Regions from separate parts of the Mus musculus genome. Here all the other regions are linked to region 1. A link is a contact called in public promoter capture Hi-C data. All regions are on one chromosome and are shown on one strand. The core of a region is the stretch at or near the end of the contact, and the rest is flanking DNA. Distances in the headings are between cores, read along the strand shown.

Region 1 (2,664 bases), core at 100-2,599:
AGTTTGAGATCAGCCTGGTCTACAGATTGAGTTCCAAAACAGCCAGGGTTACCCAGAGAAACTCTATCTCAGAAAAGCAAACCAAACCTAAATCTCTGATCCTTCCAACTCTTCTTTGGGCTATTTGTGAAATACTGAACGGTTAGGGAAACTTGGAGAGTAAACAAACAGTTGTACATGTCACCTCTGATCTCTGGTGGTTGTGTTGGTGTATCCGAGCACATAGGAAAACTTAGATTTCATAACTAAGTGCACAGAAGCCGACTATTGAAAGATGTAGGCTCAGAGCACAATCTGCAATGATACTTCCCCACCACCTCCCCTATTTGCGACAGGTTTGCACTAGATACCCCTAACTGGCCTAGGATTCGATTTAGAGACCAAGCTAGCTTTTATACTTGAGACCCACAAGGCTCTCCTACACTTGCCTCTACTGATCAGGGATTAGAGGCGTGCACCATCCATGTTTGGCATTGGGAGAGAATCCTTACTAGGACCTAAATGGAACAGAAAAAAAGTGGCTCCGGGATGAATAAAAGGATTACGTCCAAACTGTGGCCCTGAGGCCTTTTAGCGGAGCAAAGATTAGTACTAAGGTTCGACTAGGCCCCTACCAAAACACTGAATTTTGCAAGGCGCTTGCCCAAAACAACATGAGGACGGGGGTGGGGGTGGGAGTGGGCGATGTTTTCAGGGAAACAGACACTTTAGAAACAGCACACGCCGATGGAAAGATTTTATTTAGCATAACCCGCGTTGCCTGCCTGCAAATCCCAGCATTCTCTCCGACCACGGGAACCAATAAAGAAACTCCAGGTTCAAAGAGCCAATCACGTCCTTCGTGTGTCCCCAATTGAATTGTGGGAGTCGTAGTTCTCACGTGGCAACCATACAGCATGGTTGTTAGGGGACAGTTTCGGCCACGCGTACCGTTCGGAAAGAGAGCTCATTTTTCCATTGCACCCCTTGGCCTCCAGGCCAGCTCTTAGCATCATCACCCACAAGCCCCACGCGCTTTCAAACGCATAGACCTTCCTTCTTAATGTCGCAGGGAGGAGCAAGGAGCGTTTGCAGAACTCCGGCCTTGGACGCTCACTGCCCGTCCTTTAACCGTCGCTTTAAGGTCTCGCGAGAAGAGCCCCTCGAGGCGTTGCCATTCCGCCCGAAAGGCGGCCCGTGCGAAGACAGACAGCCGGCCGGGCCAACGGGAGCGTCCCTGTAAACCGCGACTGCGCAGAGTGCGCCGGGCAGCCCCGGTGACCTCCGACCCCGCCTCCCCGCAGCGCCCTGCGTCGGCCGCCCCCGCCCTCCTAGCGAAGGAGGCGGGCTTTGGCCTCTTGCCCTAGGGAGCGAGTGCGGAGGGAGTGGGAGCGAGGCGGCCCGAACGCAAGTGTCTGGCTTCCCGGCGAGGCCCAAGCCGTCCGTCCCGCCGCCCATGAGCTCGGCGCCCCGCGAGCAGCGCCGTCGTTAGGCCGTCCCCGTCACTCACTCTCGGCCTCCCCTACCTCCCCCCCGGGGCAGCCATTCCCCTCCCCATCCCCGTCTGGCCGGGGACTGGACGTCGCGTCGGAGCGCCTTCCCCAGTCCGCGTCGCGGTGCGACCCTGGAAGCGGGCGCCGCCGCCAAGGAGAGGAGGAGCCCCGGCCGCGGGGCCCAGCAGCCACTGAGCCAGCAGGCGGGATCGAGGCCGGCAACATGGCGAGCGCTTCGTACCACATCTCCAACTTGCTGGAGAAAATGACATCCAGCGACAAGGACTTCAGGTGAGGCTGAAATCCGACCCTCGCCCCACCTCGGGGTGGGGGAGAGGTGGAGGGCGGCCGCCGCCCGGGCCTCGCGACAGGCCCTGCCCCACCCCTCGGTCCGGCGGGTCTCCAGCCACCCCCTCCCCCATCTCCCCGCTAGGCCGTTGTCCGCTCTGGCCGCCCGGGGCTGGTCCGCGTCCCGGCGTCCCTGGCGCATCCTTTGTCCACCCCCAGGGACGCGTCCCAGGTAGCGCCCGGGCCCGAAGGCACGGGCTGCGCGGGAGGGAAGGAGTTTTTCCCGGGCGGGCGGGTGGCCGGGCCTAGTCCCCGGCCCTCCCGAGGCGCCAGGCCATCCCGGCGCTGGGGGACAAGCTGCCGCTCTCCAGCCACTCAGCCGCCGCCTGGCTTTTTCCCGCGGATGGGAAATGGGTGCCACGATCAACTTTCTCCGAGGCCTTCGCTGATTGGATTGTATACTTTCTCTTTGGATCCTTCTCTTTGGCGAAGGTGGCCAGAAGGGGGAGGGGAGCCCGGCTTGGTGGGGGGGAAACTTGGCCTGCAGGGTTTTCCCGCCAGCATCCCTGTCACTTTTCTCCGGCCGAGTGAAAGCCACGCAGGATCTTGGGGTTTCGGTCTCACATCCCTATACAGAGTCATGGCCAGAGGGCTGGATTGCCAAGCAAACCAATCTTGAAAAGAGAGGCTGGTGAGCCATGAAGCTTAATCATAGAGTTGTGTTCTGCAAGACCTGGACCATTGGTTCTTAGTCCCGTGCATATCGAAGGTGTTATATTTTCACACAGTCGCCTCGTCTGTTTTTTTCATGCTACACTGATTGTTAACACACACACCACGCCTAATCCTTCACAAATAAGCCCTCTGTCAAAAGAAAAAAGGCTATTTTTTTGATACCTAAGTT
Region 2 (2,664 bases), core at 73-2,572, 2.2 Mb after region 1:
AATGAGTGCTCTATCTGCATGTATACCTGCATGCCAGAAGAGGGCATTAGATGGTTGTGAGTCTCCATGGAGTTTCTGGGAATTGAACTCTGCACCCCAGGAAGAGCAGCCACTGCTCTTAACCGCTGAGCCATCTCGCTAGCGCCGAGAAAACTTTTTTTTTTTTTTTGCATTAGTTTTGGGGCTTTTCCCTAGACTATGTATGTTTTAACCATTTCTCTCTTTTTTTAAAAGATTATTTATGTGAGTACACTGTAGCTGTACAGATGGTTGCGAGCCTTCTTGGGAATAGAATTTTTAGGACCTCAGCTTGCTCTGGTCAACTCCACTCAGTTCCTGCTCGCTCTGAGCCAAAGATTTATTTATTATTATACATAAGTACACTGTAGCTGACTCTTCAGACGCACCAGAGGAGGGCATCAGATCTCATTACAGGTGGTTGTGAGCCAACCTATGGTTGCTGGGATTTGAACTCAGGACCTTCGGAAGAGCCATCAGTGCTCTTAACTGCTAAGCCATCTCGCCAGCCCGAGAAAACTAATTTTTTTAAAGGTTTTATTTATTTATTATTTATATGAGTATACTGTAGCTGTCTTCAGACACACCAGAAGAGGGCATCAGATCCCATTACAGATGGCTGTGAGCCACCATGTGGTTACTGGGAATTGAACTCAGGACCTCTGGAAGAGCAGTCAGTGCTCTTAACCGCTGAGCCATAGCTCCAGCTCCCGAGAAAACTATTTTTGATAAACTGGAATATTTAGGACTTGATCTCTGCTTTGAAGTCATGTAAGTTATATTAGGGTGCCCCCCCCCCCCCCCGAGAAAACAAATGAAGCTGAGGTAGGGCAGAAGCAGCATCCCAGAATGGCCAGCCTGGGTCCACAACGTGAGTTCCGAGCTAAGCCAGAGCTACACAGTCAGATCATGTCTGAAAGATTAAATGAAGACTCCTTTATAAAAAAATCATTTAGTAATCTATTGATAAATAACTTTCCCAAAGGAAAAAATAAGCACGAAAATGGGAATGGTTGCCTCCAGGAAGGGTAAATAATAGAAATGATTAGTGTGCAACACTTGAAAATGTACGTCTGACCTTAAAACAAATTTTGAAAGATTATATTTTAAAAATATATGTCAGCAGGAACTTGGTTTCCGCGGCAACCCGCGCGGTACATTGTCTCTTTGTTCTCTAGTTCTATTCTAAAGCAGCCCGCCCCTGGCCCCGCCCCTAGCCCCGCCCACAGCTCAATGATTTCCGCCACCAACTGAGGTCCCGCCCCTTCTCCAGCGAGCCGCTACGCTTCCGGCCCAGCCCGCCACGCAGGAGGCGGAAACCCGTGCGTCCGGCTCCGCCCCCCGCGGCGGAGCGTGTCGTCACTTCCGCCTTTCTCTCTTTCCCCGGCCTGGCTTCCCGGCGCGGATTGTGAGGGGTTCTCTCCTCTACGCGGAATCCGTCGGAACCATGGTGAGCCTAGCTTTCGGCCAAGGACTTAGGCTCCCTGCTCCGCCCCGCTGTGTCCTGCCGCCCCGCTGGTCCTCTTGTCTAACCGGAGTCGCAGGCTCCGAGCGGCCGCCTCCTGGCCCCTCCGCACATGGCTCGGGCCGGGCATGAGGCCTGCGTGGGACCGGGTGACCGAGCTCTCCGCGCGGGACGGGAAGGGGGAACGCACACTAAGTCAGCATCTCTTTGTAAGATCAGGGCTGTTTCTCGGCTAGGGGACCTTGGCGACCCCCGGTCCTCACCCCAAGTGAAGAAGTTTCTAGCAGGACCTGCTGGCTCCGCCCTCTTCGGGGCGGGGCTGGAAGGGCGAGTGGCCGTGCTTGCCTGCGGAAGATGGAGGGTAGCTAGGTAGCTATGTTGGTCCGTGCTCGACCGGCCCAATGTTGCCTTTAGTTTTGCCATTCAGACCAGTGGGTCGGTGTGATGATTTATTCCTGGCGCCCATATGAGCGTCCCTCTCCCCATTTAAGTAAATACCCCACTCCCAGGACGGATTCCTGAAATTAGATGGTAAACCAATTTTCCTTTAGATAATCTACTTCCCGATCTAGTGAGAGGCCCTGGACGGGTGTTAACGAGTACTGGCATTCAAACGGCGTGTGTTGGCTTCCTCTCTTAGGCTTCCCTTTCCCTCGCACCTGTTAATATCTTCAAGGCTGGAGCTGATGAAGAGAGGGCCGAGACAGCTCGCCTGGTAAGCCCGTCTGTTGCTTTTAAATGATAAAATCCAACGCTTTGTGAGGGTAAATTCTGACCGCCTTTTCTGATTTTTCTTTTATAATTTAAGTCGTCGTTTATCGGTGCCATCGCCATTGGAGACTTGGTGAAGAGCACTTTGGGACCGAAGGGCATGGTAAGAAAGATAGGGAATTTTTAGAAGTTTCTTTTGTTTGTTTCTAATTTTGCTTTCCTGCGGTCTTGCGTAGTAGTGGCTGGCCAAAATTTTAATAATGGTTTAAAGCCTTTGGTGTAAATGTAGATAGTAACAATGTTCTTATTTATGTTTTTTAATCTAAAACTTACAAATTATAAACCGTTCTCCTGTGTTACCATCCCCAATCTCACATCCCTCTCCAGTGGCAGCAAGTGTTACCATTTACAAAACTTGCTGGTATTTTTCTTTTCTTTTTTCTTTTTTTCTTTTTCTTTTTTAGATTTAT
Region 3 (2,664 bases), core at 100-2,599, 2.1 Mb before region 1:
GGCCCTCCAGCAGGGTGGGAGGGGAGAAGAGATTCAACATCCTTATGGCTCAGGGGATACCACAACAGCAACAAGGCGATGAATGGGATCTATGTAGATATAGAGAAGGGCCAAGGGGATTGGTAACAGAACACCATCTAGAAAAAGACAGTTCGCGGAAGGCAAAGTGTTACTGCCCAGCCCAGAAATACACAGGCTCTGCTAACCATTATCACATGTGACACGTGGAAAACCAAAATGTTGGCTCACTAGACTCATTTCACAACTCACTGATCAGCTGGGACCAGCAACTTGAAGGACATTGAGCCAGGGTTAATGACCACACAGGAAAAAGTAGGACCCTCCTGCTTAGAGGTTTCACAGCTACCGCAATCAGCTGAAAGCAGAAGGAGAACCGAAAGAGGGAGAGAGTCTCGACTTGTTTCTTTTTCCTTTTTAGTGAGAGCAATGCTGACCCAGGACGGAATACCATTGGAGGGTTGGTCCTAATCTGCCTCCTCCCGCTCAGTGCTTTGGGCAAATCCCTAGAGCACCAATGGATGGAGATTGGCGTTCATGTTCCCAAAGGTCAAATTCCGGAACCTCGAAAGAGCAGAAGTGACTGGGAAGGAAATGCAGTCTTCATGACTAACACCCATTAGACCTAAATTGGAGCCCTGACAGTAATGCCTCAGCCAACTGTTCGATTAGGCCAATTGATTTTGGTTTTGATGCTTCTTAAGCAAAAACACTCTCTGTCAATAACAGCTCGACAGCCTACAAACCCACTTTTATAGCCACCACAGAAGCACGGATGCCGACGTCCCAGGTCCTCCGTGAAGAGGGCTGACGTGGCCTCGGATCTCCCTAATCAATCACTGGCCTCCACAGGTTTGCCCTGAGCGGCGAGTGTCCACTGCAGCAGTAAGGTCCAGGCTGGAGGCACCGTGCGCACGGTGCGAGCCTGTGGGTGAGCTCGGGGGAGGAAGCCGGGTCCCATGACTCGTCCAAGCTCCCGGAGGGCCCGGAGTGACCGCGCACAGCCACCCACGGCCAAGCGGCCCAGCAAAGGGGCAAGGGGAGGGCGTGGACACGAGTTACCATGCCGCCGAGCTCCGCGTCCTGGTCGTCGGTGAGCAGCAGCAGCACGTTGGGCCTGCGAGCCGCCCCCACGAGCCCCAGGCAGCCTCCCAGCAGCGGCAGCAGCAGCAGCGCCGGCAGGCGGCGGGGACGGCCCGGCCGGGGCCCGGCTGCCGAAGGGAGCCGCATGGCGGCCAAGCTCCGCGGGGGAACCGAGAGCTGCGGAGAGACGCCGGTGAGCGCAGGAGACGGGGTCAGGCTTTCTCTCCCTAGGCGAGATCACGTGAGGCGGGGCAGGGGGCGGGGCGCGTCGTCACGTGACGGGCGGCCGTGGGCGGGGCCTGGGGAGCGGCGGAGAGCCCGGGCGCTGGGCAGGGCTGGACAGAGCTAGGACCGCGCGGAGCCTGGCCTCGCCACTGGTTAGGCCTGCTCCTGATGCTGCAGGAGGAAGGACAGAGCACCGGAGATGAAGACAGGAGTCAGTCCGCTCATCTTCCCTCCAGAGTGAAGCAGCGCACGTGCTGTGAACACAAGATCAGCTGCTGGTTAAAGTCCCGGCCAGTCCTGGGGTTAATGGACAGCTCTGCCTGTGTCCTTTGACTTTTCACCTGTCGAGGTGAAGTTCTCATTTGGCTCAGCTGTTGTTATTCCACTTTCCTCGGCTGGCATGTACTTTCAAACAATTTAGGAACGTCTTTACGACGCTAGGAGCTCTGGTCAACGTTTCAAGTTTTAATCACACTTTAATTTACATTTATTTTTGTGGGTTTTGCGTGCTCACGCACCTTCCGCGGCACGTGTGTGGAGGTCGGAGGGCATCTTGCGGGCGTCAGTGCTTTCTTTCTGTGGAGTGAGTGCAGGGGATCTAACTCAGGCCCTCAGGCTTGGCGGCAGGTGCCTTGGCATCTTGGCCAGTCCTACTTGGTGAGTTTTTGCAAGCCTTCTTGGAAACTTAGAAGTGCATGGCTCAGTGGTTACGAGTACTAACTGCTGCTCTTCCAGAGGTCCTGAGTTCAAATCCCAGCAACCACATGGTGGCTCACAACCATCTGTAATGACATCCGATGCCCTCTTCTGCTGTGTCTGAGGACAGCTACAGTGTACTTATAATAAATAAATAAATAAATAAATAAATAAATCTTAAAAAAGAAAAGAAGTGCACGACCAGTAGCAACACATCCTTTGTTGAATGAAACCTCAAAAAATATTTTAAGTTAGCTAAAAAGTTAAGTTGCTGTTAGGGATTCCTGCGAGGTCAATGCACGATATACCAAGTGAGCACTGTTCTATGCAGAACAAAAGAAGGTACAGCCATTTGCCAGTTGATTGTGTGTTGGACTCACACCTTTGCGATTTCTTTTTAAAAGATTTATGTGCATGAGTGTCTGTCTGCATGCATGTATGTGTACTATGCTTGCCTAGTTCCTGGGGAAGTCAACGAGAGCGTCTGACCCTTGGGACTGGAGTTACAAATGGTTGTGAGGCACCACGAGGGTTCCTGGGAGTTGACATGGGTCCTCTGCAAGAGTACCATGTGCTCTTAACCACTGAGACATCTGTCAGACAACTGGACACAGAACCTTCGAAAAGTATTTTTCTTTTTTT
Region 4 (2,664 bases), core at 119-2,618, 2.1 Mb after region 1:
CTTAAATTTGTAATAAGGGGTTTTCTTTTACTCTGCCTTTCTCAAAGCAGATTGTCTTAACACTTGTCCCTGCAGTATTTAACAGACACTATGCATGCTAAGAAACTCTTTTCTTTTTTGCTCTTCCTTTTTTCCTCCTCCTCTCCTTCTTTTTGGACAAGAGTCTTGCTTCATAGTCCTGGCCACCTTTGTCTGGAAACTCACTGTAAAGCTTAGGCTGGCTAGAAACTCTCCGGACTCTCCCTGCCTCAGCCTTTTTAGACTGCTGGAAACAAAATAGCTTGTCAGGTTTGAGCCCTTTTCTTCCATGTGGGGCTTTGCTTCATACTGAAAACCTGCCTTTAATATTTGATGTTTCTTGATTTTGTGACAGAGCAAATCTTTTAAGATCGTCTCACTTCTTTGCCTGACACTGACTCTGTAGGCTCTCATACTGTCTGTCTTTGGTAAGTTTCAAAAGTGCCCAGGTCTTCTCTATTGCTAGTTACTGGTTAGGTATAAGAATTGTGCGGACGTACTCAGTCCTGGGTACTTTGAAATGCTTACTATTGCGTTATGCATTATATTATTTTTAACGTCTACAATCCAGAGATGAACACGACACACACACACACCAGGGTGAAATGTAAAGAAACAGGATCCTGGCACTAAGATTGCATAGCCCATCATCTCAGCCTTTGTTTAAAGTGCAAAGGATGACCCATATAGGGAAATAATTTGGCTCCCGTCTTTGAATAATTTGAAAAGTCTTGTTTGGGGCAAATGAGAGTTCTACGCATACCACAAATTAAAGTAAAACCAAGAGCCAGCATATGTGGTAAAGTCCGATACTTTGGCCGATTTCCTTCTCTGTAAGACACAGAGAATAAAAGCACCAATTTCCAGGAGTTTGAAGGTTATTAAATGAGTTAACGCCACCGAATCGCGTAATAAATGCCCTGTCTACCACGCCGTAAGCCTTCCTTCGATAAATGTCAACTGCATTTTCACGCGGGACAGAAGCGAGAAAGGATAACACCGCCGGCCGGTCGGCAAGCCGGTGAATGCTCCGGGCTCGGCGAAATTAGATTCTCCGGGCCCCTGTAGAATTAAGTAGAAGGGAGCGATCCTAACAGGCGTTAAAATAAGGGGTGCCAGCGGTAGCTCGGGGCCCGCGGGACCACAGGGGTTAGCAAGGAGCCCGGGGGCGGGGCTCGGGGGCGGGTCCGCTGGCGCCCGGAGCAGAGGCCACGCCCCTCCCGGGAGGGCTGGCAGCTCCAGCCTGGGAGCAGTTCCGGTGCCAAACCCCTGCCCTCCCCCGCTCCCCCGGAAGTGCTTGTCTAGGGTTCGGGCTGGAGAGAGGCCTTGTAGACACAGGCGCCGAGGCTCCGAGCAGGGGGTCAGGTCGCGGGGAGAGTGAGGAGCTCCGCGGCTGCCACCCCGCGCCCCTCGCAGCGCCTTCGCGCCGACGGTGAGTAGCCGGGGACGCCGAGCGGGGCCTGCGCTGGGCGAGCGAGCCTCGGACCCGGCTGTCCGCTGCAGGTTCAGCCGTCGGGGATCCGGGGAAGGGGTTCGTCGGCCGCCGCGGAGCGCGCGCGGCCCGCGGGCCGGGAAGGGGCGCGATGCGGGGCCGCGGAGTGGGCGGGGCGCAGCCGGAGCGGGGTTCCCGGAGCCGCGGCCGCCCGCAGAGGGGGGACTCCGTAGCGGGGCCCGGCCGTCGGCGCTGCGACCCCCTCTCTGCATCGGGCAAGTGGGCTCGGTGCCTCCGCTGTGGGGTCTGTGCACTCGGACGCTGGGGACCGGGACAGCCAGACTGCACTGGACATCAGTGTCCAACTTTCGTCGCCTCTTGGATCTGTCCCCTCTTCCCGTCTCAGTAATTATCCTGTGTCCCAGGGGTGTAGTCAGTCCGAGGGTGGGGCGCTCCCTGTGTGGATGCTGGCGATCTCTTGCGGGGCTTGCGTCGGGGTCGCCGGAGGTTCGATTTGGACTCGGCTCGAAACTTAACTGGGTCTGGATGCCTGCGTAGGGTCGGTCAGTGAGGCAGTACCATTCCTCGAAGGGTCTTTGCTCCCTTGCAAACTGAAACTGTTGGGAGTTACTTCTTAAAAACAAAGATTTGAGGAGATTCGTAGATTCAGAGGAGTTTCCCCGTGTTCTTGCTGACGTTAAAAAAAAAAAAAAAACCATGCTATTCTGTAATCAGCCTTCCGAATTCCTGCGCTCATCCGAAGTCACAGTTGTTAAGACTTCAGTCGGGACCTTGCACAAGTTGACTGCAAAAGGCTGGAGAATTGTATCCTTTTTTTTCACCCCAGTTTGTTTACTTTCATACTTGGAACTGTCATTTCTTGAGCTAATTATATATATGTGTATATATGTGTGTATATACACACACACACACACATATACACACACACATATATATACACACACATATGTATGTATATTATATGTATATATATATATATATATATATATATATATATATATATAATTTCCCTCAGTTTCTCCTCGGAGGTTCTTCGTGTAGTCCAGTTGTGGGAACGCGGGGTGGGGGTGTTCCCACAGCGGGACAGAGGTGTTTGTTGATTTAAGCATATGAAGTGTTTAACTCCAATAAACTGAGACTTTCCTAGAGAAGAAAATCTTGTAGGCACTGTTAGTAAACTGAGTTTAGGTGAT
Region 5 (2,664 bases), core at 76-2,575, 2.0 Mb after region 1:
TACAGTGAAAAAAAATACTTTTATTAAAGATTAGCAAAAATTGGGGGCTTAGTGGTTAAGAGCACTAGCTGCTTTTCCAGAGGACCTGAGTTCAATTCCCAGCAACCACATGGTGGTTCATAACCAATCTGTAGTGGGATCCGCTGACCTCTTCTGGTGTGTCTGAAGACAGCTACAGTGTACTCCCATACATAAAATAAATCTTTTCTTTAAAAATTAGCAAAAATTGATTGACCATGCTGTTAAATTCGCTTCTCGGTCTCCTGATTATTCTCATTGATTAGTGCTGTGCCCAGCCTTCATCAGAGAAGTTTATTGCAATGAGCAGTGGTTAATGCAGAAACCCAAAACTAGCCAAAACGCCCAGGAATAAGAGATGGTGGTGTGCTTAGCACTATTCGGGACAGTTGTACCACTCCTTCCAAGATTGGGGAATATTTCAGGGTATAAAGAGCCAGAGAATGGAGAGACATGTATCAAAAACGACACCTTCTGGCCACAACGTGGCCATTGCACTCATGAACTTACTGCAGCTGCGGTTATCTGCATAGGACCTGCGATTGCATGTTAACATTTCAACATGGATGGCGGGAGGGGTCCAGGGGCCTCACCCTTCCCAGAGGGACTATTGAAAATTCATGACTGTTTGGGAAAGAGATGCCATTTTCTTTAGTAAGGTACCACTGATAAATTACTCTTGCTTCGGTAAAGAATCCCACATCCATAGTAGGACAGGAAACGCCAATTAAAGCCAATAGGTCACGAACTAAGAGGGCATGAAAGTAGGAGGGGGGCTTGTTGGAAAGAAGAGTTCCAACTGGGGAAGGGTATGAGAGAGAAGAATGGTGAGTGAAAATAAGAACATGACCCTCTTAGGCATGGTTTAGGAGGTTTTTACTGTAGATAGGGAGAAAACAGATTCCCGACGAATCTGGAAAAGTCAGACTGAACATGGCCAGCAGAACAGATTGAGCCATGAAGAGCGGGAAGTGGAGTCATTTCTGTAGTGCCATCATGTTGGCCTTGGAAATCGAACTCAGGTCACAAGGCTTGGCAGCATATTCTTTACCAAGCCCACGCCCAGTTATCTGACCTGCCCAATCAGAAGCTTTGATTCCAGAGTCTATCATCTTGAAGTGTGTGGGGTTATCTCAACCCTAAAGCTACAAACGTTCACCATTTTGGTGCTTCCCTACCCTTAACTTCTGCCTAAAATTTATCCCCATCTCTCTTTATCCGCTGCAACAGCTCATCAGGCTCTTACCGGGGAAGGCTGCAGCCTCGCGCGTGCGCACTGTCTGCCTGAGCCCGTTGCGCATGCGCCGCCGCCCTCCCCCGCCCTTCCGCTCGGCTCTCCCAGCTCGGGGCTGAATGGCCGACCCCGACGCGGCGCGTGTGGAGGAGGTGGCTGTCCGGCTCCCCGAGCCCAGGCGACCCGCCCTCCTCCGGCTCGTGAGGGGAGCGGCTACCCCGCCGGCCTGAGCTCTCTCCCTGGCCGCCGCGGCTCCTTCCCGGGGACAATATGTTCAAGAGAATGGCGGAATTTGGACCTGACTCCGGCGGGAGAGTGAAGGTCAGTGCGCAGGCGCGGCGCGCGGGGCGGAAGCTCGGCGCTCATTGGGCCCCGAGTCCTCGTCACCGCCTCCGCACCGCCAAACACAAAGGTGCCGGGGTGGCTAGGGCATCAGTCGCAGACCCTGGATAGGCTCGTCCGTCTTGTCGTTCCCGAAGCCCCGTGCTGATAAAGTCAGCAAAGAGCGCTTAGCTTCGTTCGTGTTTAGTGAAGGTTGCTTAACACTGGACGTTGTGACACTCAGTTCCCTCCCATCTATATGTGTATTATTAATAGGGGTGGAGGTAAGAGAACGACTTGCAGGAGTCGGTTGTCAGGTGTCACCATGTAGGTGTGCTGTCCAGCCTGAGCTGCAGTCGTCTCTTCCCTGTGTGCCATCCCTCCAGCTCGCCACCCCCTCCCACCTTCCTACATCTGCTGGTTACTTTTTTTTTTAATTTTAAAATTTATTTTTATGTATATGAGTACACTGTAGCTGTCTTCAGGCACACCAGAAGAGAGCATCAGATCTCATTACAGATGGTTGTGAGCCACCATGTGGCTGCTGGGAATTGAACTCAGTATCTCTGGAAGAGCAGTCAGTGCTCTTAACCTCTGAGGCAGCCCTGCTGGTTATTTTTTAAGGTACCGGTTCAGGATGCTCTCCCCGTGCCCCTAAAAGGGGCTTCTACTTACAGATCTTATCACAGAAAGGATTTTTTTTTTTCCTTAAAAGAAATCACATCAGTCTACAAAAATTTTAAAATCCTCATCGGTGTCATATTATTTTTATTACCTTAATCATAGTGTCTATATATCCATAGCTGCCTTAACAGTATATGTAAGATGAGAAATCATCGAAAATCCTAAAGCCCTGAAATGCAATAGAAAGAAATACCAGGTAAAAGTCTGTGTTAGTATAAGAGGCTTTGTAGAGCTGTGCATTTGCCCAGGGTTTTAGGTAAGGCTTGGGGATGGTAGGAAGTGATTGCAGAGCAAAAGGTTCATGGGAAAACTCTTCTCTACTTGCACAAGTTAAATCTGGAAGTTTGTAGTTCAGGATAACTTGAGAAAGTTAGGCCTGTAGTCCTCAAATTGAGTTTCCTCCTTAG

The links. Promoter capture Hi-C pulls out the DNA fragments that hold promoters and counts their contacts. Capture Hi-C pulls out chosen DNA fragments and counts their contacts.
Region 2: a promoter capture Hi-C map of adipose tissue shows a contact between it and region 1, with 5 times the contacts expected there. The contact joins the promoter of Cct2 here to the promoter of Cand1 in region 1. A contact is called at or near these places in 3 of 39 promoter capture datasets (cranial neural crest, neutrophils and pre-B cells), 3 of 484 Hi-C or Micro-C datasets (CD4 T cells, CD8 T cells and neutrophils), 2 of 115 datasets of contacts at active chromatin or transcription factors (astrocytes and thymic regulatory T cells) and 2 of 9 other capture datasets (adipose tissue and liver).
Region 3: a promoter capture Hi-C map of pre-B cells shows a contact between it and region 1, with 4 times the contacts expected there. The contact joins the promoter of Gns here to the promoter of Cand1 in region 1. A contact is called at or near these places in 3 of 39 promoter capture datasets (the 3T3-L1 cell line, hippocampal neurons and pre-B cells) and 1 of 115 datasets of contacts at active chromatin or transcription factors (astrocytes).
Region 4: a contact with region 1 is called in a promoter capture Hi-C map of pre-B cells, with 8 times the contacts expected there. The contact joins the promoter of Frs2 here to the promoter of Cand1 in region 1. A contact is called at or near these places in 3 of 39 promoter capture datasets (liver and pre-B cells), 1 of 115 datasets of contacts at active chromatin or transcription factors (thymic regulatory T cells) and 1 of 9 other capture datasets (adipose tissue).
Region 5: a contact with region 1 is called in a promoter capture Hi-C map of pre-B cells, with 5 times the contacts expected there. The contact joins the promoter of Yeats4 here to the promoter of Cand1 in region 1. A contact is called at or near these places in 4 of 39 promoter capture datasets (liver, neutrophils and pre-B cells), 3 of 484 Hi-C or Micro-C datasets (CD4 T cells, muscle stem cells and uterus) and 2 of 9 other capture datasets (adipose tissue and liver).

What each region holds. Positions count from the first base shown.
Region 1 is chr10:119,238,740-119,241,403 of GRCm38.p6, reverse strand. It overlaps Cand1 (cullin associated and neddylation disassociated 1), which reads left to right and starts at 1,349. Exons shown (of 15, transcript NM_027994.1): 1 at 1,349-1,763. The coding sequence starts at 1,696.
Region 2 is chr10:117,062,510-117,065,173 of GRCm38.p6, reverse strand. It overlaps Cct2 (chaperonin containing Tcp1, subunit 2 (beta)), which reads left to right and starts at 1,322. Exons shown (of 16, transcript NM_007636.3): 1 at 1,322-1,468; 2 at 2,124-2,198; 3 at 2,292-2,357. The coding sequence starts at 1,466.
Region 3 is chr10:121,363,775-121,366,438 of GRCm38.p6, reverse strand. Gns (glucosamine (N-acetyl)-6-sulfatase) reads right to left here and starts at 1,349. Exons shown (of 14, transcript NM_029364.4): 1 at 1,081-1,349. The coding sequence starts at 1,248.
Region 4 is chr10:117,147,178-117,149,841 of GRCm38.p6, reverse strand. It overlaps Frs2 (fibroblast growth factor receptor substrate 2), which reads left to right and starts at 1,368. Exons shown (of 10, transcript NM_177798.3): 1 at 1,368-1,450.
Region 5 is chr10:117,223,168-117,225,831 of GRCm38.p6, reverse strand. Yeats4 (YEATS domain containing 4) reads left to right here and starts at 1,325. Exons shown (of 7, transcript NM_026570.4): 1 at 1,325-1,573. The coding sequence starts at 1,523. Gm31963 (a long non-coding RNA gene) reads right to left here and starts at 1,346. Exons shown (of 4, transcript XR_872061.2): 1 at 1,265-1,346.